7 separate regions of the Mus musculus genome follow, and regions 1, 3, 4, 5, 6 and 7 are each linked to region 2. The links are chromatin contacts, called in public HiChIP or PLAC-seq and promoter capture Hi-C maps. All regions are on one chromosome and are shown on one strand. Each heading gives the region's core, a stretch centred on a gene start, on an enhancer-like site or on the middle of the called end of the contact. The rest is flanking DNA. Distances are from core to core; before and after follow the strand shown.

What was found. Promoter capture Hi-C pulls out the DNA fragments that hold promoters and counts their contacts. HiChIP or PLAC-seq counts read pairs in DNA pulled down with a chosen protein or histone mark. Capture Hi-C pulls out chosen DNA fragments and counts their contacts.
Region 1: a contact with region 2 is called in a promoter capture Hi-C map of pancreatic islet. The contact joins the promoter of Tagln2 here to the promoter of Cd244a in region 2. A contact is called at or near these places in 1 of 39 promoter capture datasets (embryonic stem cells) and 1 of 9 other capture datasets (pancreatic islet).
Region 3: a contact with region 2 is called in a promoter capture Hi-C map of liver, with 2.4 times the contacts expected there. The contact joins the promoter of Pigm here to the promoter of Cd244a in region 2. A contact is called at or near these places in 2 of 39 promoter capture datasets (both in liver) and 2 of 115 datasets of contacts at active chromatin or transcription factors (bone marrow-derived macrophages and large pre-B cells).
Region 4: a contact with region 2 is called in a promoter capture Hi-C map of pre-B cells, with 2.5 times the contacts expected there. The contact joins the promoter of Atf6 here to the promoter of Cd244a in region 2. A contact is called at or near these places in 3 of 39 promoter capture datasets (liver and pre-B cells) and 1 of 9 other capture datasets (adipose tissue).
Region 5: a contact with region 2 is called in a promoter capture Hi-C map of liver, with 2.5 times the contacts expected there. The contact joins the promoter of Dusp12 here to the promoter of Cd244a in region 2. A contact is called at or near these places in 3 of 39 promoter capture datasets (hippocampal neurons, liver and pre-B cells) and 2 of 484 Hi-C or Micro-C datasets (B cells and natural killer cells).
Region 6: a contact with region 2 is called in an H3K27ac HiChIP or PLAC-seq map of large pre-B cells, with 2.3 times the contacts expected there. The contact joins the promoter of Igsf8 here to the promoter of Cd244a in region 2. A contact is called at or near these places in 6 of 39 promoter capture datasets (the 3T3-L1 cell line, the HPC-7 cell line, cranial neural crest and 1 more) and 2 of 115 datasets of contacts at active chromatin or transcription factors (large pre-B cells and stem cell-derived neural progenitor cells).
Region 7: a contact with region 2 is called in a promoter capture Hi-C map of the HPC-7 cell line, with 4 times the contacts expected there. The contact joins the promoter of Kcnj9 here to the promoter of Cd244a in region 2. A contact is called at or near these places in 16 of 39 promoter capture datasets (the 3T3-L1 cell line, 3T3-L1-derived adipocytes, the HPC-7 cell line and 10 more), 1 of 484 Hi-C or Micro-C datasets (the G1E-ER4 cell line) and 2 of 115 datasets of contacts at active chromatin or transcription factors (double positive thymocytes and stem cell-derived neural progenitor cells).

The regions. Positions count from the first base shown.
Region 1 is chr1:172,498,341-172,501,543 of GRCm38.p6, forward strand. It overlaps Tagln2 (transgelin 2), which reads left to right and starts at 1,906. Exons shown (of 5, transcript NM_178598.2): 1 at 1,906-1,992. It overlaps Igsf9 (immunoglobulin superfamily, member 9), which reads left to right. Exons shown (of 21, transcript NM_001145800.1): 21 at 17-537. The coding sequence ends at 198.
Region 2 is chr1:171,557,889-171,560,804 of GRCm38.p6, forward strand. Cd244a (CD244 molecule A) reads left to right here and starts at 1,305. Exons shown (of 9, transcript NM_018729.2): 1 at 1,305-1,497. The coding sequence starts at 1,437. Gm35200 (a long non-coding RNA gene) reads right to left here. Exons shown (of 5, transcript XR_373705.3): 3 at 1-557.
Region 3 is chr1:172,375,123-172,378,127 of GRCm38.p6, forward strand. Pigm (phosphatidylinositol glycan anchor biosynthesis, class M) reads left to right here and starts at 1,409. Exons shown (of 1, transcript NM_026234.4): 1 at 1,409-3,005. The coding sequence starts at 1,577. The coding sequence ends at 2,848.
Region 4 is chr1:170,866,294-170,869,698 of GRCm38.p6, forward strand. Atf6 (activating transcription factor 6) reads right to left here and starts at 1,478. Exons shown (of 16, transcript NM_001081304.1): 1 at 1,357-1,478. The coding sequence starts at 1,408. It overlaps Gm9929 (a long non-coding RNA gene), which reads left to right and starts at 1,537. Exons shown (of 2, transcript XR_003948181.1): 1 at 1,537-1,621; 2 at 2,288-3,405.
Region 5 is chr1:170,884,268-170,887,228 of GRCm38.p6, forward strand. Dusp12 (dual specificity phosphatase 12) reads right to left here and starts at 1,273. Exons shown (of 6, transcript NM_023173.2): 1 at 800-1,273. The coding sequence starts at 1,140.
Region 6 is chr1:172,310,742-172,313,644 of GRCm38.p6, forward strand. Igsf8 (immunoglobulin superfamily, member 8) reads left to right here and starts at 1,626. Exons shown (of 7, transcript NM_080419.2): 1 at 1,626-1,852. The coding sequence starts at 1,795.
Region 7 is chr1:172,327,599-172,330,670 of GRCm38.p6, forward strand. Kcnj9 (potassium inwardly-rectifying channel, subfamily J, member 9) reads right to left here and starts at 1,724. Exons shown (of 4, transcript NM_008429.3): 1 at 1,537-1,724; 2 at 400-500.

The sequences.
Region 1 (3,203 bases), core at 656-3,155, 940 kb after region 2:
TGTCTTCCCCTTGAAGGTGTCAAGACTCCAGAGGAGAGCTGTCTCCTGAACCCAACCCATGCTGCCGGCCCCGAGGCCCGCTGTGCTGCCCTTCGGGAGGAATTCCTAGCTTTCCGCAGACGCAGGGATGCTACCAGGGCCCGGCTACCAGCCTATCAGCAGTCCATCTCTTACCCTGAACAGGCTACTCTGCTATGAGCCCGCTTAGTGTGAAACTAAGAAAGGCTTATATGGATTTGCAAAGGAGTCCAAGACTTTGGCTCCAAGCTGGGGCACTGCCCCTACCTCTCTGTGTCTCGGTGGCCTGGTGGTAGGCTTGAGTGAGCTTGGTATAGAGTTGGATGTACTGACTCTTTAATTAGTCTGGGAGCTGAACAGGAATGTGTGTGTGTGTGTGTGTGTGTGTGTGTGTGTGTGTGTGTGTGTGTGTGTGTGCGTGCGCGCGCGCAAGCGCGCGTTCGAAAGTGGTGTTTATGGTGTGGGTGCAGGTTTCTTTTTTTTAAAAAACAGGTGAATAATAAATGTCTGGAAACCGTTTCTCTGTCACCTCTCTTTGTGTTTAAGAGAGATGAGGAAGTCCCTGGATATGTACAGAGAGGGTTCTGAATGGGACACATTCAACAGTCATTCAAGAAAAAAGTTGTTGAGTGCCTAGTAGAGATCTGCTGTTAGGCCAGAAGCCATGAGAAAATAGAGAAATCACTGGGATAATGCCTTTGTCCTTGGGGAGTTCTCGCTAGTCACTGAGGCCAACTACGCACTGTGATAAAGCTGTAAGCTGGTTATCACATTGGCACAAAGAGTTCAGTTTGAGTCAATATTTAGTAAATACTTAAAACATGTGGGGATTCCTGGGACACTCACAGGAGACTGCTCAGAGTTCTTTCCATGTCCCGTCCACCGCCCGGAGTTTATTTTGTAGACTGGGCACGGCAACTAAAGCCAAAGGTGCTTTTGTAATTGACCAGAAGCCACACAAGCAGGTAACAGGCAGAGCAGGTGACGGGGCAGTGAAGGAAACCCACTTTCGGGCAGAGGAACACCCTAAAGGCACAGGGGACTGAAACTTGACATTCTGTGGGTCTGAGCGGGACTTTGGGGAATAGAGAAGTCAAAGGTCAGGGTGGAACTGGCTGCTGTTCTTTTAAATATCAGGCTCAACGGGGGACTCCATAACGTGAAGAAAGAAAAACACTGGTGGGTTTTAAATGGGGAACTCCGCTAACTACAGCCTGAAAAAGTAGGTGTTCTGGACACCCCTCAACTATTGCTCTTCACTCTTAAGGGGTAGAAAAGTGCCTGCCAACTTCCTCCACTAAGCCCCCGCCTCCAACCCTCCAAGATCTAAGAAGAAATGTCAATTTATTAAATGGGAGATGGAAGGGAGAGAGAGAACTGGGTCTGAATCCCAGGTCCCAAGCCCTACCACACCCTCAAGGCCCCGGGCAAGGAGTGACCTCACTGTTCTTTTTTTTTTTTTGCCCGGGCTTGAAGTTAAATGGCAAGCAGAACCACGTGGGGGTGCTGTCCCAGCCTGTAAGCACCAGACCTATTACTCCTTACTCTATCCTGTAGGAAGGCGCTTCCTGGACCTGAATTTACAAAAGGCCGGCCTTTTTGTAATAGTAGGCTTCTCATAGAAACAGGCCTGCGATCCTGAGCTAGCTAGTCTAGGCAGAAAGTTTCCTATTAGGATACAAGTCTATGGCTGGTGAATGCAGGTTGAGGATCCCCTGGGCGGAGACCTTTTGCAGCGGCGCCAAGGACTCCGCAGGTCCTTTACGGCTCATTCCTGCCTACTGACCACCTATCTTAAGCGCTCCAGCATTCCACGCGGCGGCGCCTTTAAACCCTCTTGGCCCTTGCCCCGCCCCTGGTCCGCCCCGTCTGAGGCGGGACCCCCCAGAAAACTCCAAGCCCGGCCGGGTCTTGAGCTCCACTCGCCGCTGCAGCCCCTGTCGTGCGTGCGCTCTCATCCAGCCCTCTTGGACGGTGAGCAGGACTGAGGGACCAAGGCAGCGGGGTGGGAGTTGGGGATTATGTGTGTGGTCTGTAGAAAGCAAGAAGCCAACACTTGAGACTTGCTTCTGGGAGCGTGGGGGTTGAAGACTGGCGGACGCTGGGGTCCCAACTGGGTGCCCCGCCCCGTGCTGTCAGGTCCGGTTCCCAAGCCTTCTCTGCATTGTTCAGCAGTTAAGCAAGGCAAGTTTTACGGGTGCACAAGACGGGGCGTCCGTCCCGACCCAAGAGGTCTGGTCCCAAGCCCCAGCCGTTTGCTCCAGCGTTGAGTTCTCTTTGGGGGGAGAAGGAAGGAGGGCGTCGGACGTCCGCAGGCTGCTGAGTGGCCGCAAGAACTAGGTTCTGGCGCGCGCTCCGGTCCATGAATTTACCGCGCGCCCCTTTCACTTCCTGGTCCAGGAGCACGTGTGGGTACTGCCTGCCTTCTGTGACCCCGAGACCGCCCTTTTGCCCCCCTCCTGCTAGTTCGTTTGTCCGGGTACTCGGGGTCACAGGTCTCCGGGAGTTATTTGCACAGTAGCCTGGTCTTCTGTGAAACCCCCTTCTTCTCCTGGAGCGCCTTTGACCTCGGACATCTCCGGGCTGCAGCCCTGACTGCACTCGGATGTGCCCTGTCTGTAGGGGTTGGCTGCTATCCAAACTCTCTTACCCTAGCCTGAGACCCGCTGCCCCCTCCCGTGCCCCCTGCTGCTGGGAAAGCCGGTGGTGGCCGCGGGCGGGCGGGCGGGCTGCCCAGACCTGCGTCACCCCAGTGGCGGGAGGGCGGTGGGTGACTCATCCACATTAACGGCCCAGGCAGGGTGTGGCCGTGGGGGTGGGGGGGACGGCCGAAGGGGCTGGACCGGAAGTAGATTACCTCCTTTTTGGGCTCTGCAGGCCTACCTGTGTTCCTATCCGAGAGGTTCTGGGATACGTGGTATCTGTGGAGCAAAAGCAGCGGTGATGGCAAGTGGAGGTGCGGTGTAGGAGACCAGTGGCTGGACGGGTCTCCTTGTTCCCTAGAGCAGTAGTCAGGGATAGCTCATCTCTAAGCTTCTCCCATTTTCTCTTCCCTGTAGCTCAGGGTACACCTCAGGCTTTGGGCCAAGGTAAGGAGGGGTGAGCAAGGTGTTAACGTTCCAAAGCCGCAAATAATCTTTGTCCTTGCGATCCCCTTGCACACCCTTGGTGTCTATGCTGGTCCC
Region 2 (2,916 bases), core at 55-2,554:
CTCTTAAGCCATCTCTCCAGCACTTATTATGGCATTTTCACACCAGTATATTCCAGAGCTTTCTATTCAAGCTCTCAAGGATAGCTATTAATTTGGTGCTGAAAACTATCTTGAAGGGAAGCCAAGTTTCCATTTCCATGTATTGCTTACCTTCAGGGGGAAGATCATAGATTTGTGTTTGTGTGTGTGTGTGTGTGTGTGTGTGTGTGTGTGTGTGTGTGTGTGTGTGTGTGTTCACTTGGGCATGTGTGGAAGTCAGGGGTGGAGTCCATCCTCCCTCTTCATCAGGAGGATTCTGGCGATTATGCTCCGGCTGGCAGGCCTGATGATGAGCACCTTAACCCACTGAGCCATCTCGCTTACCCAACTGCTGTTGACTGTGAGGACTCAGAAAGCAATTTGGTCAGCACTACACAGGTTGCAAGTTGATGAGCTGGAGTTCAAGTCCAGGTCTTTGACTCCAAATTGACTGTCTGTCTGGTCCAGAGCATCCGTTGCTTGCCACCACTGGCAGCCACCTGTCCTATAAAGGCCGCTCTTGCTCAGTGTTGGTCGGGCTAGAAACAGATCAAAGAATGGAATGAGAGGATGGGCTTGGGAGAACCACACGTGTTTGTTGCTAAGGGGAAAAGAAGAGGAAAAGAGCAAGAGGCCTGGCTTCTGGATATGGCCTTGAAGTAAAGGGTCCTGAGGGAGTGGGGTTCGGGGTGGGGTGGGGTGGGTACCACTGACTCCACCCCTCCTTGGAGTTCAAAGGATCTCTGCTGCCTGCTCTTCTACAGGATGAATCCAGCCACGGAAGGGGGTGAGCACCACAAAGCGTTTCACATCCTTTGGTTGTGGAGGGGTGAAAGGAGGAACACAGTTTGCATATGTTGAACATTTGAGATCAGACTTCCTGGGCTCATGAGATTTTTCCCAGCAAGTCTAAATGTTATGTCTCTTCCTTAATCACCCCATATGCTCTTCCTCTTCCACGTTAGTACCTACTTACTCAGGGTTCTTCTTCTCAGGCCACCCTACCCCTAAGTTCCTTCAGACTTCTGCTTCCACGGTGTATGCTGGTTTGGGGCAGCCTGGAATAATGACTGTTGGTTTTCTTTCCCACCCTGTGGGAGCCACTAAGAATTCAGCACCAGGCTGAGGAGGACCAAGGGCTGGGATTTTGCAACTGGTTTTTTGTGAGTCACTGTGCACTCTGAGTACCCACCCACTGGAGGCATCTTAGCTTGTGGGAACCCACGTGGAGGGACTGAGGCTTTCTCGGTAGCCTTGTCAGTGCACAGCAGAAGTGAACAGCCTTCAGTTGAGGAAATTGTGGCTGGACAGGCAGTGAGGTAGTTCTGCTGTGTCCTGCTGACAGTTAGCTGCGAGCCTATTGACATCTGAGCACCTGGAGAAGACAGGGCCCCCGTAGTCTGCTCTGTCCTGTGGTGATGTTGGGGCAAGCTGTCCTGTTCACAACCTTTCTGCTCCTCAGGGCTCATCAGGGCCAAGGTAAGGATTTTTGTGTTGGTGTGGGATGGGGCCTGGCATACACCCATGGGTGCCTGAGTGTGTGAGGGAGATCAGAAGTTAGAGCCTCTGATTATGCCATTTCGATAGTCACCTGGAACACAGAAAGCCAGAGGAGAGGTTAGAGAAGGTGGTCCAGGTCCTTAGGGCTATTGTAAAGTGGGTGGAGTTTAGTCTGTATGAAAACTGTGGAAAACTGGAGCGATGTGTGTACAAGCCTTCTCTGGAGCAATGTGTGCATTAGCTTTCCCTTTTCTCGCTCTGGGAGTGGATTCATCACCAGCCATAGCTTTTTCCTTCATTCCGACACAGTTTCACACAAACACCACCTTGTCATTGTCACCTTCCCCACAGAATTCGTGTCCATTCTGAAGAAAAGGATGGTCTGGGAGTTGTGAGGAGTCCCTGGATGCTTTGGGTCTGGGTGAGGTAAGGTAGAGAAAAGAAGGTAGGACAGGCAGGGTCTCACGAGTCAGCACAGAGACTGCTCCACTTTGGGTGGGTTGGGTTGAGCCTTGCATTTCTCAGGGACTGTTTTCTAGTTGTCACTGTGCTGGAGGGGACCCCGGGAGTCCCTCTAGCAGGCCCAACTCATTTGCATTCAGCTTCTGGTCACCTTACCTCCTCTCAAATGAGGCATGAATGGAGGAATCTCTTCCTGAGGAAGAGATTTTGGCTCAGGACTCAAAGAGACTCTGGTTCAGTAGAAGTCACCCCAGGGGCAGCCAGATGATGATGACAAACCTTTCTTACTAAAGTGTGATATCTGCATATCAGTGTACGTGTCAGTGAGTCACTTTTCTGATGACTTTGGGACAATCGTGCGTTTATGTCCACTCATTGTCTACTGTCTTTCCCATAAACATAAGCAATATTCTCACTCCAAATCTCACAGATTAGTTTTGCCTGGATGTACGTGGCATCCCATGGTATGGGTTCCTGACTTCTTTTACTTGACACTTCTATGACGTTTGTCTATGTATCTTATCTCTTTGATGGGAGTTTCCAGTCCCTGCATGCCATGCATCTGGGTGAGATAAGACAACTCCATCCCAGGCTTACACCATCCTCTGCTCACTCTCTTGAGGGTGAGCACCTGATCTTTAAAATGGTTTTACAGTAGTGCCATGAGCCTTTCTGTCACACAGCAATACACCTTCAAGGTCACATCATGGGGTCTAAGTGTCTATATTCTTAGTGGGTGTTGTCAAACTGTTTCAGGAATGTTTGAGCCATCTAGTACATGGGATTTCAAGTTGTCACAAGGCAACTGGCATTTTGTTCTGTGTGCCTGTGAACAGGAAATGAAATTGCAATGATGTAGAGCCCACAAAGCAAAAGGCCAAAGCCATGGCTTGATAACTTCTTTGACATTTTGCATGCAACCCCTATAGCAGAGCC
Region 3 (3,005 bases), core at 159-2,658, 820 kb after region 2:
AGGGATATCTACTTTACATTAAAAAGTAGTTAGTATGTCTGACAACTGGGAATAAGTCCTTAACAAATAACAATTATGATAATTTAGGCCACGTATACTGTGATAACACAGTATCATTCAAATAACTCTTGACAGGCTCGACTTCTAAGATCAAGCCAGACAGTCTGTGTCAGTTACCATGTGCCTGCAACTGTAATGCAAGGAAGTACAAAGAAATACATACTTTCTACTCTCAAGAACCCTACAATTTAGTTATAAGGTTATTTGAATGGTAATGTGTTATCACAGTATATTATGGGCAATGCATAGTAAAAAACCAATAGAGGTAGTTATTAATCTACACCATGTAATTACATCAAAGCACAGACATACCAGACTATGACTAGAGGTTAATACGGCTCACTCAAAGGATAAATGTGAAGTGTAGGATGAGAGATGTCTAGGCCGAATGGAGCCACTTCTATGGTAATCTAGAAGACATTCCCTAGGGGCAGGCTCAGTTTGTAAGATCAAGGCAGTCTGCGTCAGTTACCATGCGTCTGAGACTGTAATACATTACAAGAAAGTACAAAGAAATAAAGAAATACTTTCTACTCTCACGAACAATTTACTTGAAACTGAAAACATTGTAAAATAAAGTATGAAGTTCTTGGCCCGGCGTGGTGGCGCACGCCTTTAATCCCACCACTTGGGAGGCAGAGGCAGGCGAATTTCTGAGTTCGAGGCCAGCCTGGTCTACAGAGTGAGTTCCAAGACAGCCAGGACTATACAGAGAAATCCTGTCTCGAAAAACCAGAAAAAAAAAAAAAAAAGAGTATGAAGTTTTAAAAAGTCAATTATAAGTGCAGTAAGAAATCAGGAAAAGAATGAAAGAGTTGGAGTCTTTGGCAAGAAACTAATAGTGGTAGGGTGAACGGAGTGGGTTGACGGCCGATTTTGACCTAGTTGAAGAGTTCTTGAAAAGAACGGAGTTGACAGTACTCCAGGGGAGACAATCTAGACGTATTTCGGTAGGAGGAACCTTCTTATCAGGGTAAAAAGACTATTTTATTTTAGGCTTATTCTTTCCATCTGTATTTCCCACTCTCAGTCCTCCAAGCCAGTTGGGCGGGATGTAAGTAGCAGCAGGTAGCAGCTCACTGTGTTCAGCGTCCTCCTCCGTAGATCTGAGCTGGGAACGCGGAAGCTCTGGTTACTAAAAACAAAGTTCACCCAGGTCCCAGGTCCACGACATCTCAGCCACTCCGGGATTTCCGGACAGCGGAAGCGTCGCCAATAAGGGACCGGAAATCCCGCCTTCGCCGGAGGAAGCTGCGGACGCTAGACAGCCAATCCCGAGGAAGGCAATCGTTCCGCGGAGACAGCTGAGAGCCCGCGCGGGGCTGGAGGCCGGAAGTACCGTGGGGGCGGGACTTGGGGTGCCGGAAGTGATCATTCCTCGGTTCTTCCTGTCGGTGCTGTAGCAGAGGAGATGCTCCCGGCGGCTGAGAGGCGTCAGCCCGAGGACGGTTAGCGAGAGGGGCGCAGTGTGGACCCGGGGCCGGGCCGGGCCGGGCGGGTGGCCCGCACTCGGACCATGAGCTACCCCATGCACTGGGGGGAATGGATCCTGAACTTTCGGGTGCCGCCCGCCGGGGTGTTCGGCGTGGCCTTCCTGGCCCGGGTCGCCCTGGTTTTCTACGGTGTCTTCCAGGACCGGACTCTGCTGGTGAGGTACACCGACATAGACTACCACGTGTTCACGGACGCCGCGCGCTTCGTCACGGAAGGGCGCTCCCCGTACCTGCGGGCGACCTACCGCTACACCCCGCTCCTGAGCTGGCTCCTCACCCCCAACGTCTACCTCAGCGAACTCTTCGGCAAGTTTCTCTTCATCAGCTGCGATCTCCTCACCGCCTTCCTCCTGTACCGCCTGCTGCTGCTCAAGGGGCTGGGGCGCCGCCAAGCCTGTGGCTACTGCGTCTTCTGGCTTCTCAACCCTTTGCCCATGGCGGTGTCCAGCCGGGGCAACGCGGACTCCATCGTCGCCTCCCTGGTTCTCTCGACCCTGTACTTCATAGAGAAACGGCTCATCGCGTGCGCCGCGGTGTTCTATGGCTTCGCGGTGCACATGAAGATGTACCCGGTGACCTACATCCTCCCCATAGCGCTCCATCTGCGGCCCGAGCGCGACGATGACGAGCGTCTCCGGCAAGCCCGGTTCTCTTTCCAGGCTCGTTTGTACGACTTCCTGAGGAGGCTGTGTAGCTGGGCAGTGCTGCTTTTCGTAGCAGTTGCAGGGCTCACGTTTGTTGCCCTGAGCTTCGGTTTTTACTATAAGTACGGTTGGGAGTTTTTGGAGCACACCTACTTTTATCACCTAACTAGGAGGGATATCCGCCATAATTTCTCTCCGTACTTCTATATGCTGTATTTGACTGCCGAGAGCAAGTGGAGTTTTACTCTGGGGATTGCGGCGTTCCTGCCACAGTTCATCTTGCTGTCAGCCGCATCTTTCGCCTACTACAGAGACCTTGTCTTCTGCTGTTTCCTTCATACGTCCATTTTTGTGACTTTTAACAAAGTCTGCACCTCTCAGTACTTTCTTTGGTATCTCTGCCTTCTGCCTCTGGTGATGCCACTGGTGAGGATGCCTTGGAAAAGAGCCGTAGTCCTCTTACTGTTCTGGTTCATAGGACAGGCCTTATGGCTGGCTCCTGCATATGTTCTAGAGTTTCAAGGAAAGAACACCTTCCTGTTTATTTGGTTAGCCGGTTTGTTCTTCCTTCTGATCAACTGTTCCATACTGATTCAGATTATTTCCCATTACAAGGAGGACCGCCTAACGGAGAGAATCAAATACGACTAATGTGTTCTGGATCTTCTGCAACATTCTGATTTTGCCGTATGGACTAGGAGGCTTTGGAATTTTTCTCCTCCCTGAACATTCTAAGCACTCTAGTGAAAGTTCCTTTGTTCCAATAGAAATTAAAACCAGTGTTGGCCTTATATATAAAGGGGGCCCA
Region 4 (3,405 bases), core at 228-2,727, 690 kb before region 2:
TATCTAAGTAGACTTGTTAAGAACATTAGCATTAGGAAGAATCTAGGCTTGGGGGGGGGGGGGGGAGCAAGTGTTACAGAGTAGAAAAACCAGAGGCACAGACTTCAAAGTTAGATAAGCCTGGTTCTGATCCTACTTTATCACTTACTCGTCTAAGACTCAGAGAACAGATTCTGTCAACCTCTGTTTCAACATCTATAGGATGGCGGGACCTCATTGGACTGTTATGAACATAACATAAATAACACATGTAGTGTGCTTAGCAAAATAAAGTCCTAAACAAGTGACTGCTGTTACTATAACAAAAGCATTTAGCTGGGGAAATGAACTGGAGAATGAACATTTAAAGGTTTTTTTTTTCCAGAAAGTTGTCAAAATCGGCCCAAAGATTAAAATAAACCTTTTATAGATTGTAATTGTAGAGAGCATCTGCCACTGTTAAATTAAACTAGGATTCCAACACTTCCTAGTTGAGGGCCCACTCATGTTATAGTGGAATGTTAGTCCATGAAAAAAAAGTGTCCCCAAAACTGAAGGACAATGTAGTCTCACTACAGGATCCATTGAGCCACCTACAGAACTCCATTCACATATTAACACACATAATCCTGTTAACATTCTGTCTTGAAATCGAGAAGGGACTATCAGCTTTCTCTAAGGATTTGGATGCCAAAGCTTGTTCCTTGTCATTCTCTGGTCCATCCTTCCTGAACACTAAAAATAGACTTAACAAGAGATTTCAGAGCTGTGTTTGGACAGCAGTCAGGATTACATCAGTTTGTGTTAGATCTAGTAATCAGGGACACGAGGTCAGGTGCTTGGGAGAGTTTCTTCTTTGCCAATTTGGATCTATGTCTTAAACCAACAGTTCAAGCTGGGAGCCAAGGATTTTCTTCTGTATTTTAACCAAGTTTTCTCAACATATCTCGTACACGTTCAGTGCGCGCGCGCGCACACACACACACACACACACACTCACACACACACATACACACACACACACTCAGCGCTCCCCAGCCACACGCCCACAGTCTGAGAAAATAGCTTGGAGCCTTTGGGGCAGCTACAATCATCATCCTACTAAGTTCTGGTCCCTCACGATCACCTGGAATTTCCACCAGGAACACACGCTGAAAAACTACAGCAATTTCAATTAGAACATCATTCCATTATTGCTACGGCCAGGACAGAAGCCCAGAGGCTCTGCCAGCCTCTTCTACGACCCTCAACCCGTGGCCTCGCTCCCCGGACACGGGTCGTCCACACCTGTCACCGCCACCGGGCGGAAATCGGGAGGAGAAAAAAACCCGCAGACGCGGCCCGACCTAGCTCGGGTACATTCGCAGATCCACTCACCCCAGTCTTCATCTGGTCCATGAGGAAGAACCGGACTAAAAGGCGACTCCATGGCGCCGGCAACACAAGCCGGCTTCCCCGAAACAGACACCTCTCCCTCACAACTCGGATGGGTGAGTAACCTGAAACGGCGGCGGCCGGAGGACAAAATAAGCTGAACGCTGACACGGACGGTGGCCGGGCGGAGGCAAACTATCTCACCGCACGCGGGAACTGGGATCCAAAGCTAAGGAGACGTCAGCAGATAAGCAAACTCAATAGACTTGTGAGTAAATATTTCCCTACGAGGATTTCAGCACTTTCTGTCCCGCTGTGGGGTTTTGTGGTTGTTCTTTTTTGTTTCTCTCTCCCTCTCTCTCTTTTTTTTTTTAAATTGAGCGAAGAGCACGCAGATTTTACCGCTTTGTTAAAATTCGCTGATAGTACTAAAACTGAAAAGTCTCCTGATCATAGTGGCTTGTTCTTTGTGCTTAATACTACGATATAGACATCTCAGAACGAAATTAGAAATTGACAGTAAACCTGATTCTGTATTTATAAATGCTTTTCAATCGCTGTAAAAATTTTCCACGTACACGGTAAATAAAGAAAAATACAAATTTCCGACATGTGTTAGAACCACTCCTTTACTGGGACAGAATCCGAGGTAAACTTTCTCACAAATAATACTTGTAGAAAACCCACCTTCAAACAAATTTAAACAAAGAAAATATATAAGATAAATTCTCCATGTCCGCACTTACCTCCTAAAGAAGAGTTTCTAAAACTCGCAATAAGCTGTCAATCTCTTATTACTAAAATCCAAAATTCTAAATATTTTTAGAGAAGAATCATGCATCACGGATTCCAACTGGAAAATGTGAGCAATTTGAAACAACAGTTTCGAGAACCTACTTAGTGTTGTTTACTTTTCGGTTTTACTCGATTTCAGTAGCCAGGGACTGCATTCAAACCCAGACGGTGAATGAACACGGATCCCTCTAGGACCGAGAGGAACTTTTCCCATGGTTACAAACAAACATAAATGCTTCCCAGAATCCTCCGAGCTCCTCGTGGCTGCGGTTACTACCGATTGCGATTGCGGAATGCAACAAGGTGAGAGGAAAGCCAGGTCAGAATTCGTGAAGTCCGGCTGGGACCACACCCGCATACACACGTGCAATGCACCGCCCGCGCGCACATACATACATATATACATACACACACATACATACACACATACATACACACATGCATGTGCAATACGCAGCACGCGCGTGCACATACATGCATACATACACGAACACACGCACACTCGCGATTCTGAAGTCCCCCTACGACAAATGACATTCCTTTCGTCGTTGGAATTATATATATATAAATTTTAAAAAAAAAATTTTTTTTTCGAGACAGGATTTCTCTGTGTAGCCCTGGCTGTCCTGGAACTCTGTAGCCTCAGAAATCCGCCTGCCTCTGCCTCCCGAGTGCTGAGATTAAAGGCGTGTACCACCACCGCCCAGCCTTTAGTCCATTTTTTATATTTACTTTTACCATGTTTAAACCTGTTTGTAAATATATATGTTGAGTGTTGGGGAATTTCTTTTTTAATTCACATAAATGTATAACACGGAAATGTTCTCCAAATTATTGTCACTAGGCATTCATTACTCTTTGAAGCTCTCTCGGGGTTTTAATTTCTACATTCCCTTAAATACATAGCATCATACTTGTTTACCTGAGACGGACATCTGGGTCTTTGAATTGTTTACCAGTACATAAGATATATTCTCTGCAACTCTGCCTTTCACATGTGTGCTGGGTCACTTGCTAAATTAGCAGTTTACATCCTCACCAACATATACGCCAAGACTAGATATGATCAGACTTTTACAATTTCTGTCACTATGAATCGGTGTGACTATAGTTTACATTTCTCTGGCTGAATTCCTTCATGTTCATTAGACTGTGCCCTGTTGTGACCCACCCACTCTTTCATAAAGTGTGCTACTCGGTCCCCTTCTCCTAGTGATGTGCAGGTAGGTCTCCACATAGCCTACTTAATTCATTTTA
Region 5 (2,961 bases), core at 23-2,522, 670 kb before region 2:
TCCCTGGCTTGCTTTCTTATAGAACCCAAGACTACCAGCCCAGGTGGGTGGGACCTTGATCACTAATTGAGAAAATGCCCCACAGCTGGATCTCATGGAGGCACTTCCCCAACTGAAGCTCCTTTCTCTGTGATAACTCCAGCCTGTATCAAGTTGACTCACAAAACCAGTCAGTACAGTTTTCCTTTGGTCCGTGAATGTTTCTCTAAACTTGCCCGTCACGTATAACTTTGATTAAAAATCCTCCAGCATGGTTTCACACTCAAGGTGTGCAGCCCTCTGGACAGAAGCAGGTGGACATCTGTGCTTTTTGAAGCCAGCCTGCTCTACATAGCGAGTTCCAGGCCTGCCAGATCTATACAGTAAGACCCAGTCTCAAAAAACAAAAAGTCACATGTTTTTCCCTTGTTAATCACAGTGGCCTTTAGGGCGAGGAAGTATCACGTATTTTCACCCCAATACATCTGACCTGTATTACATTCGCCGGCTTGAGTGTCTGACTTCTCTTACAAATCTGATAAACTTTAACCTAACCCCCAAAATATAGACAAGCAGATAGAACGATGGACGAATGGACGGATAGATGGATGCACAGACAGACAGACAGTTGCTGCAAGATGAAATCAAACAAAACACTAACCAAGGGCGGGTTTTGGAACCCTCATTGGAACCACACACCCCAAGGGAAGATGAGGAACGAGGGTCTTGGCTCTGACAGCCTGGAACCTCCACTTTTGGGCGCCTCTGCAGAGAGGCGAGACCCGGTGCAAGGCACCGCCCCCCTGCACGTGGCACTCACCAGTGCACCAACACCGCGCGGCCTTCGGAGCGAGCCTGGCCGATGAAGGCCACGCAGCGATCCAGGTGGCTGAGCAGGTCGGTCTCGGGTTTGTCCAGCGCCGGCACGAAGAGGCTCCGGAGACCTTCGAACCCAGCCCCAGCCGGGAAAGCCGGTTCAGAGTCCACCGTCAGCACGGCGGTGATGCCCGCCTCCCTCAGATGGCCCGGTTCCGCCACTGCCGCTGCCCCACCCAGATACAGCCCGGGCCGCACTTCCACGGCGTGCCCTGCCGAGCTGGCGGGACTGGCAGTCGGAGCCTGGCGCTCGCAGCCATGGTTAGAACCCTGCGCTTCCAACATGGCAGAGCCAGGAAGCCAGGCAGCCGCTGCCCGCCACCAAGTCACCGGCTAGAGTGACTGACTCCTGTGTCGGAATAGCTCCAGCCGCTCAGCAGCGCCGTGGGAGGACCATGGCAATAGGGAAAATGACTGCTTCTGGGGAAGGTGATGTGAGCCGTGCTCGGGCTGTGTGCTTAAATAAGCTCCATTTAGAGCAGCTTTTCCACCCAACCTTCTAAAGTCCAAGGCAGAAAAATAAAGTCTCCATTCATCCGTTGCTGGTAGGACCACAAACTTGTACAGTCACTATGGAAATCAGCTTGGAGGTTCCTCAGGAAAATGGGAATCTATCTCAAGATCCAGCAAAGCCACTCTTCCTACCATTTGAGACATTTGCCCAACCATGTTGCCTATTGATGCCTCATAATAGCCAGAAATTGGAAACAACCTAGATGTACAACAGAAGACTGAATAAAGAAAATGTGGTACATTCACACAATAAGGTATTACTCAGCCATTTTAAAAAAAAAAAATAAAATTTGCAGATAAATGGATGAAACTCGGGAAAAAAAAATCATTCTGAGTGAGGTAACCCAGACCCTGAAAGACAAATCTGGTATGTATAAGCTTATATGTGGATATTAGCTGTGATAACTGATGTGTTAAAATAGAGGCTCGAGTCTGAACACAGTACACTGGGCCCAAACAGTTCCACGTGTAAGAATTTTATTGGGGGATGGGAGGGAGGTGGCGGCAGAAAGAGAAGTGAGGGAGGGAGGGAGAGGGAGAGATGGGGGCAGCTCTGGAGTGGGATGTTCTTCTTGAGGCTTTTGGGGTAGAGAGGGAAGAGCTTAGGCGGAGGGTAGGACTTTGTTGAGATATTTAGGGATGCTGTATAATAAAGCGTTTACTTATCTAAGCCTAAGTTACCGTGCTGTTGTAGCTGATCTGCCTTCTGTGATCCTCTGAGGCCAGAAACTACAGTTTCTGGCAACTAGCACCTCTTCTTCAAGCCACAAGAGAGATAGATAGATATGTCTATCTCAGCAGGAACTGCTGGGCTCTAACTTTCAGCCTGCTAGTCCGGTCTCAGGAAGAGAAGACACTTAGATAAATAATTATAGAGTTTATTACCAAGTTGTAAAAAGTTTCCTATGAAAGCTATCTAAGGGGAAAAGCAGAAAGATCCTGAGTGGGTAAAGGGAAAAATTCTCTAAGTGGGGAAAGGGAAAAGAATCTAGTCTAAGTGGGGAAAGGCAAAAAAGTCTCCTCTATTGATCTTAGCTCTCCATTGATCTTAGTTCTCTATGATTCTTTCGTGTCTCTTTGTCCTTGGTACTTATACGTCTTCCAGAATACATGATCACATGTTACAAGTTCATCACAAGTTCACACAAAAAATCAAATCATAAATTGAAATAGAAGTTTACAGCAGAGAATGTTTACATGCATATCCATTAGGAGTGATTATCTAGCTAAACATCGATCACCTGTCTCAGCTCCACAGGTTCACTGAAGGTTTAAATCCATAAGTTATAAAGTGAAGGTTTGTATAGATAAGCCCAGTTGGTATTTTATCTTCTGTCCTAGCACCTACAATAAATTGTTAGTTGCCTTTTAATGACCTTTGGTTAATTGTTTTACAACCTCTTGGAATGTGCTCTGAGTAGGAGAAGGTCTGGTTACCATCTAAGAGCAATTAACTGGTGATACTTGGGAGAATGACAGATTTCTCATTGCAGCTTTGACTATCAGAAAAGGACCTAACAGCAGTCCTGTTATAAAAGAGCTTAATAATCAGATATAATTTTAGGAATTCCTATAGGATCATCATGAAGACTT
Region 6 (2,903 bases), core at 376-2,875, 750 kb after region 2:
TGCCTCTGCCTCCTGCGTGCTAGGGTGTGCACACCAGACCTGAGCTTTAAAGTAACACTTTAGTTACCTTAAAATCTGTGTGGCCTTGGGCAAGACACATAACTATTTTAAAAGGCCAGGTCTCTCTTGTGTTAAATGACTTTGCTTGTAAAATAACCTGTAAAGTTTAGAAAGGATATCTTCAGGTGGTGGCGGTGTTATTGTGAAACCATCCCATAAATGGCTATGATGATGATAATCATGATGTTGTGATGGTGATGGTGATGATGATGATGATGACCGACTTTCAAACCGGTACCAGAAAGTCATTCAATCCACTCAACCTCCAGCTAAAGGGAGAATGCTTTCTCCCAAAGTCTCCCGGTAGCTTGCAGTTTTCACATGGCTCAACATGGCTTCTAGAGAAACAGTGTGAAGAAACCAGGCTTGGGATATATCCAGGTGACAAGGAGCAGGTCCCTTAGCCTCTTGCTAGGCAGTCTTGGGCGACCAGGGTTGGAGTTCTGACTTCCCTATAGATTCCCTATCAGTGTTTCTCTGTGGTTGCTGAATGTGGCTTCCACTGGCAGCCCCACGAATACGACTTCTGAGAAGAGGAAGTCACCGCTGGCCCGGATCTCTTTTCCTGTCTGTGCCTCAGTTTTCTCAATAGGAAGCAGTAAGCGAGGGAGCAGGGGTGAAGGGGACAAGTAGGGAATGGAGGTGAAGATCTAGACGTGTTCTAGGCCACTTCCCCCTAATGGGCACTTCCGCGCCCTGGTTTTGCAGGCTGAGCCGCCCCTTCTTCCCATCCTGGCCCCACCCTACTCTCCGCCTTTTTCACAGTTGGAGACATGGCTTTGGGAAGAGGTTTCTCTTCCTTTTTCCTACCTCCAGGCTAGCTCCACCTTCCCCAGCAAAGAGGTGTGTTACGTCCTCTCGTTGGAGACTCCAATTGGTAGAAAGCAGTTTAACGCAAAAACAAAACACCCCCATAGTTACCGTGTGCATGAAACGTATGTGCATGATCTCAGCTAATAATCGCCGTAACTCCTCGAGTGTTTACAATCTCTGTTCCGTACGTGGCGGGGGGGGGGGGGGAAGTGAGCTTGAAAGCATTGAGCTGAACAAGGATCTTCCAGCTAGGAAGTCTGGACCGCTAACCCACTTCCCTTTCGCTTTGCATTCTGACCGGGTATTAGAACAGATTTCCAGCGATCTTCCAGGACTCTGAAGCCCCTTTGGGTCCGCTTCACGTCCAGGAAACCGTGGGTCAGGCCATGCCTACATAAATCAGCAGGGTTTGCTGCCAAGACTCAGTGGCCCACATCACCCAATTGGATTCTGAGTGCGTAACCACAGTCACCCCATCATGCATCCCCAGAGGCCCTGCAAGCACCCCATTCTCCCTGGAAGGCTGGCAGGTGCAGGGCGGGGTGCCCTCTGAGCGAGGAAATGGGGGTAGAGGAGCCCAGGTGCCGCCAGTTCGCCCAGCCTGAGGCCAGAGGCGGAGCCACCATCAGGGTCGAAGTCTGGCCCAGGCGACGGCCTGGGGCGGGGCGAGGCGGGGGCGGGGCCGGGCAGCGGGGCGCGGCTGGGACTGGTCTCCCGAGCTGCGGAGGGCGGGAAGAGCGGCGGGAGGAGGGGAAGAAGGGTGGAGGGCGGGGAGTTGGCGGCTCCCGCTCGGCTGGGCTCTGCGCACCCACGCTTCACTGCTCCGCTTTCTGCCCCCCACCTGGGCATGCGCCCCCCGCGGCCCTGGCCCCCCAGAGCCCACGCCGCCCCCAGGAGTCTCCTCAGAGCCGCCTACGCAGAATGGGCGTCCCTAGCCCCACGCCGCTGAGTTCGCTCCTGCTGCTGCTGCTAATACTTGGTAAGCCAGGTGGTGGTCGCCGCGTCCCTGTCCCGGCCGGGTAGGTGCCTAACACCGTGCAGCCCACCAGCCCACCTTCCTAGCATTTCAGAGCTGGTTGCATCCCTACTTCTCCAACAGACGTGCCTCCACTGTCTCTGGGCTCGGCGTCTCGCTTCCTTTTGCGCCTGTCTGCCCAATCAGTTATGGGGAGGGTGGTGGTGTCCTCGCTCTAGGTTCCTAGCTGGGGCATATGGGCGACCTACTGAGGTATCCCCTGAGACACCATCGGGCCTCCGGAGGCAGGCACCACTTCTCATCGGTTACACCCAGCGTCTGGGGTCGTTGCTACCAAATACCGTGACAACCTTCTGCCCCACTCTCGGCTCAAGGCCTGGTTTTGGGTGTTTGCTCTGCGTGGGCAGTGCCTGGCGGTCTTCATAATTGCCTAGAGTTGGCTGGAGGCCCAGGGGCTGATTCTGACCACGATCTCTGAAAAAAGTCTCCCCAACACCCCCACCTCCCAATATAACATGTCACCATCTGAGGCTTCTTCCCTCACGTGTCTCCACCCTGGGCCAGTTCCCTCTTTGCCCTTCTTCCACGCTCCCAGATATTTGCCTGGTTGTCAGACTCAGTTGGTCCCAACATCCCTGCCTCAGGAGAAACCAGGCTCCATGGAAACTGAACCTGGGATCTCTAAGCACCCAGTGTCTGTCCTGGTGGGTGTTTATGATGGTGTGTTTTCTGGGCCAACCTTGCGTCATGTCTGGTGTGTGTGTGTGAGTGTGAGTGTGTGTGTGTTGAGGCCTGTGGAGGTTGCTAACATTACCATGTTTGGGGTCTGACTTGGAGGGCTCCCTGTAGGAGGTGTTCTGGGAAAGATATGGCATGGAGCAGTTGCCAGGAGACTGAAGCCCTTGAAAGGAACGTGTGTGTGTGTGTGTGTGTGTGTGTGTGTGTGTGTGTGTGTTATGCATATGGAGAAGATACTATAGTGGGGCACCCCAACCTCCTTCTCTGGTTTATACCAGAACTGCGCAGTGTTGTACAGAATGGTTCCTTGGGCTTC
Region 7 (3,072 bases), core at 474-2,973, 770 kb after region 2:
TAACTGCTTCACCGTGGTCACTGATGCTCTGATACCAGCCCATTTCCTGCCAGGGCTCTTTCCCACAGGAGACACGCTGAAAAGGGTTGGCAATAGGAGATTGGGGGCCATGCGTGAGGTCAACTGCCCACGGCAAGGATGACGAGTGAGGTCAACTGCCCACGGCAAGGATGAAGGAGGCGCCAAGCCATCCAGAGTTACGCTAGTCTAGTATCTCTCAGATTCGTATTCTTCTAAGAGATAAGAAATCAGACCAATCGAAACACCAAACACCCACATCGACCCCCCCTACCAATTTCCTGATTTGCATTTACTACCCTACCAGCAACCCCACCCACTCCTGCCATATGTCCCAAAGCCCACATTCCACACAAAGCCCAGATTCCAAGCAAAACCCACCTGGTTTTGCTTCAAATTCTTCCCCCCTGAGAAGCACTCTGGGTTATAATCTTCCCGGAGAGATGGATGGCCAGAGTCGGTTCCTAGGCTTTCAGGGTCCCCTAGGAGATATGGACCATATGAACAGAAGTCTGTAGAATAAGGATTAAGACTCATCAACCTTCCTTTCTCTTTCCTGGGATTTGCCATCTCCTCCCATTCAGGGTGAGGGGTGGGGCAGGAAGGCTGGGGAAGTGGGGAGAGCAGGTGGCCCTGTGGGGGCAGAAATGTGACATAAGGATCTCAGATGGTTTGGATGTTTGACCAGATCCTAGGGAGAAACTGCATGAATATATACCCACAAACCCGACATTCCATTTTTAAACTTTGGAGCCAAGTGTTCTGTAGCCAGCAGACCTTTGGAGGGTGTGTGTATGTTAAAGAAAGGCACAAGGAAAAAAACCCAAAAAGATGGTTTGTAACCCCACACACTTATTTTCCATGGAAGTCAGGAGACATGACCTGGGAACACTTCGGCAATGGCAGATTAAGATCTTCCCCTCCCCCAACAGCAAGCAGGCTTGTTTTTCCCTCTCTGCAGCCCAGGATGTCCTCTGCACCTCATCTGTAAGTTTTCAGTGCCTCGAGACCCCAGGTCTCTTTCATCCTAGTATTAACTTCAGGTGGGCTTCTAGACAGTCTTCGTAGGGTCTAAGGTGATCTGACCTCCATCTACGGCCAGGAATGGGGAAGGATTCCCAGTGTCTGATCATCCCCAGAACACGACTGCCCAGGGAGCCTACTGATGACATCCTAGCCATTGCCATCTCGAGAAAAGCTCTCTTCTTCATGGGACAGGAAAGGTGTGCGGTGTCCACCACCTGAAGAGCAACGTCTTCATTTCTTCCTCTTCCCTCCAAATAACTCCAGTTCTTCCGACCACAGTTCTTGGGCATGCTGTGACCCCTTTCAGTAAGATCCGAGCACCACATTATCTTGGAGTACTCCACCTCCCTCTAGAGAGCGCTGGCCAGTACAGGGGGCTTATCTTTTGGAAAGGGGTCTGTCGGGGAGAAGTCCCTCTGGGAGCAGCTCCACCCAAACCCCTCTTGGCTCAGAAATAGGGGCCCAAACCCCAAGTCCCACAACTCAACTCACAGAGCCTGGAGAGAAGAGTAGCCAGCAGCAGGGACCCTTGGGGGTTGGCGTCCATGTCCCTGACACCATCTCCCCCAGTACCCTAGGTTCCCTCTGAGATTGGGAGCCGCCGACACTGCTGTTTCTCCTGAATGTAACGGCAGCTCAGACTAGGACTTGGTATCTGTGTCATCCCCACTTCCCAGGTTCCCCTGCTCCTCTCTCGTTTCTATGGCAACCAGTCTGGCTACAGCTCCACAGCGTCCCCCTCCCTTTCCCAGTCCTGGGTACCACTCTGGCTAATCCACACGCCACAGCTATTTTTAGCCAAAGTCCTTCCTCCTGGACACGGAGAGTCATCTCCTCACCTCTTTATAGGGACGAAAGCAAGTGTGTGTGTGGGGGGACTGGTGTGCTCCTCATTCTGGGAAAATAGAGGCATTGGAAATAAAATATTTGATTTCAGAGGCCATCTGGGAGTTTGCAGTTCACAATCCCCAGCAGGGACCACTGGGCAAAGGTGCTGCCCTCCAGACAGCGGACAGAAGGACCAGGCCCAGCGTGACAAGGCTGCAATTTTTTTAAGAGACCTCTGATGCAGAAGGCAGCAGACAGAGAGAAAAAGGTCTGCAGAGGTAGGGGCTAGAGAAGCAGGGCCAGAGGCTCCGCCATCGTCATCACCACCACTGATATACCTGTGACCCGAAGAGGTCCCTTCACTTCTCTGAGCCATAGTGATTCTGTCTGTCTCAGAGTGTGGGCGTGGGCAAACAGCCCTCTTCTGCTGGCTTCACCTGGGATGCAGATCAAATTAGGTGATGTAAATAAAAGAGGTTTGAGATGTACTTTGCTCATAGCAAAAAGTTGAGAAAACCCTCAAATGTCCAACAGAGAGAGAGAGAAGTCTAGGCTAGCTCTTACCATCAACCCAGCAGACTTAGGGGGCTCAAACACCACATACTGGGCTAGGTAGAGGCGATTATGAAATGAACAGGTCCTTGCCCAGCAGCAGCCTATGATGCCATCAGTGGAAAGACACAGAGTTGCACAGGTCTGCTGCTACATGCTCCTACTGCTAATCCATCCAGCAGAATCTCATTTAATTTCTGTGACAATCCTGTGAGACAGTTATCCCTTTTTCTATTTATGGATGAGGAAAACAGAAAAAGTAGCCTATTGAATTCCAGAGTTGGACAGAGATTGGGGAGTCACGTGTCTTGTCACTGCCCTGGCTCTTCATTTAATGTTTTTGGGTGTTTTTTGTTTTTGTTTTTGTTTTTGTTTTTGTTTTTGTTAGGTGTTCCCCACCCCCAAGACCAGGTCTTACTGTCTAGCCCAGGTTGGCTCCACTTCCTCGGTGCTGGAAATATAGGCATGCATATTTAAAAGACTTTTTCAAAGAGTACTTTTAATTGTACAGCAAGAGAAGAGCCTGGGAAGATGGCCCAGTCAGTTAAGTGCTTGCCCTACTGATGAGGACCTGAGCTTGGGTTCTCAGCACCCGTGTAAATGCAGGATGTGGTGGCAAACACGTGGAATCCCAGCTGAGAAGGCAGA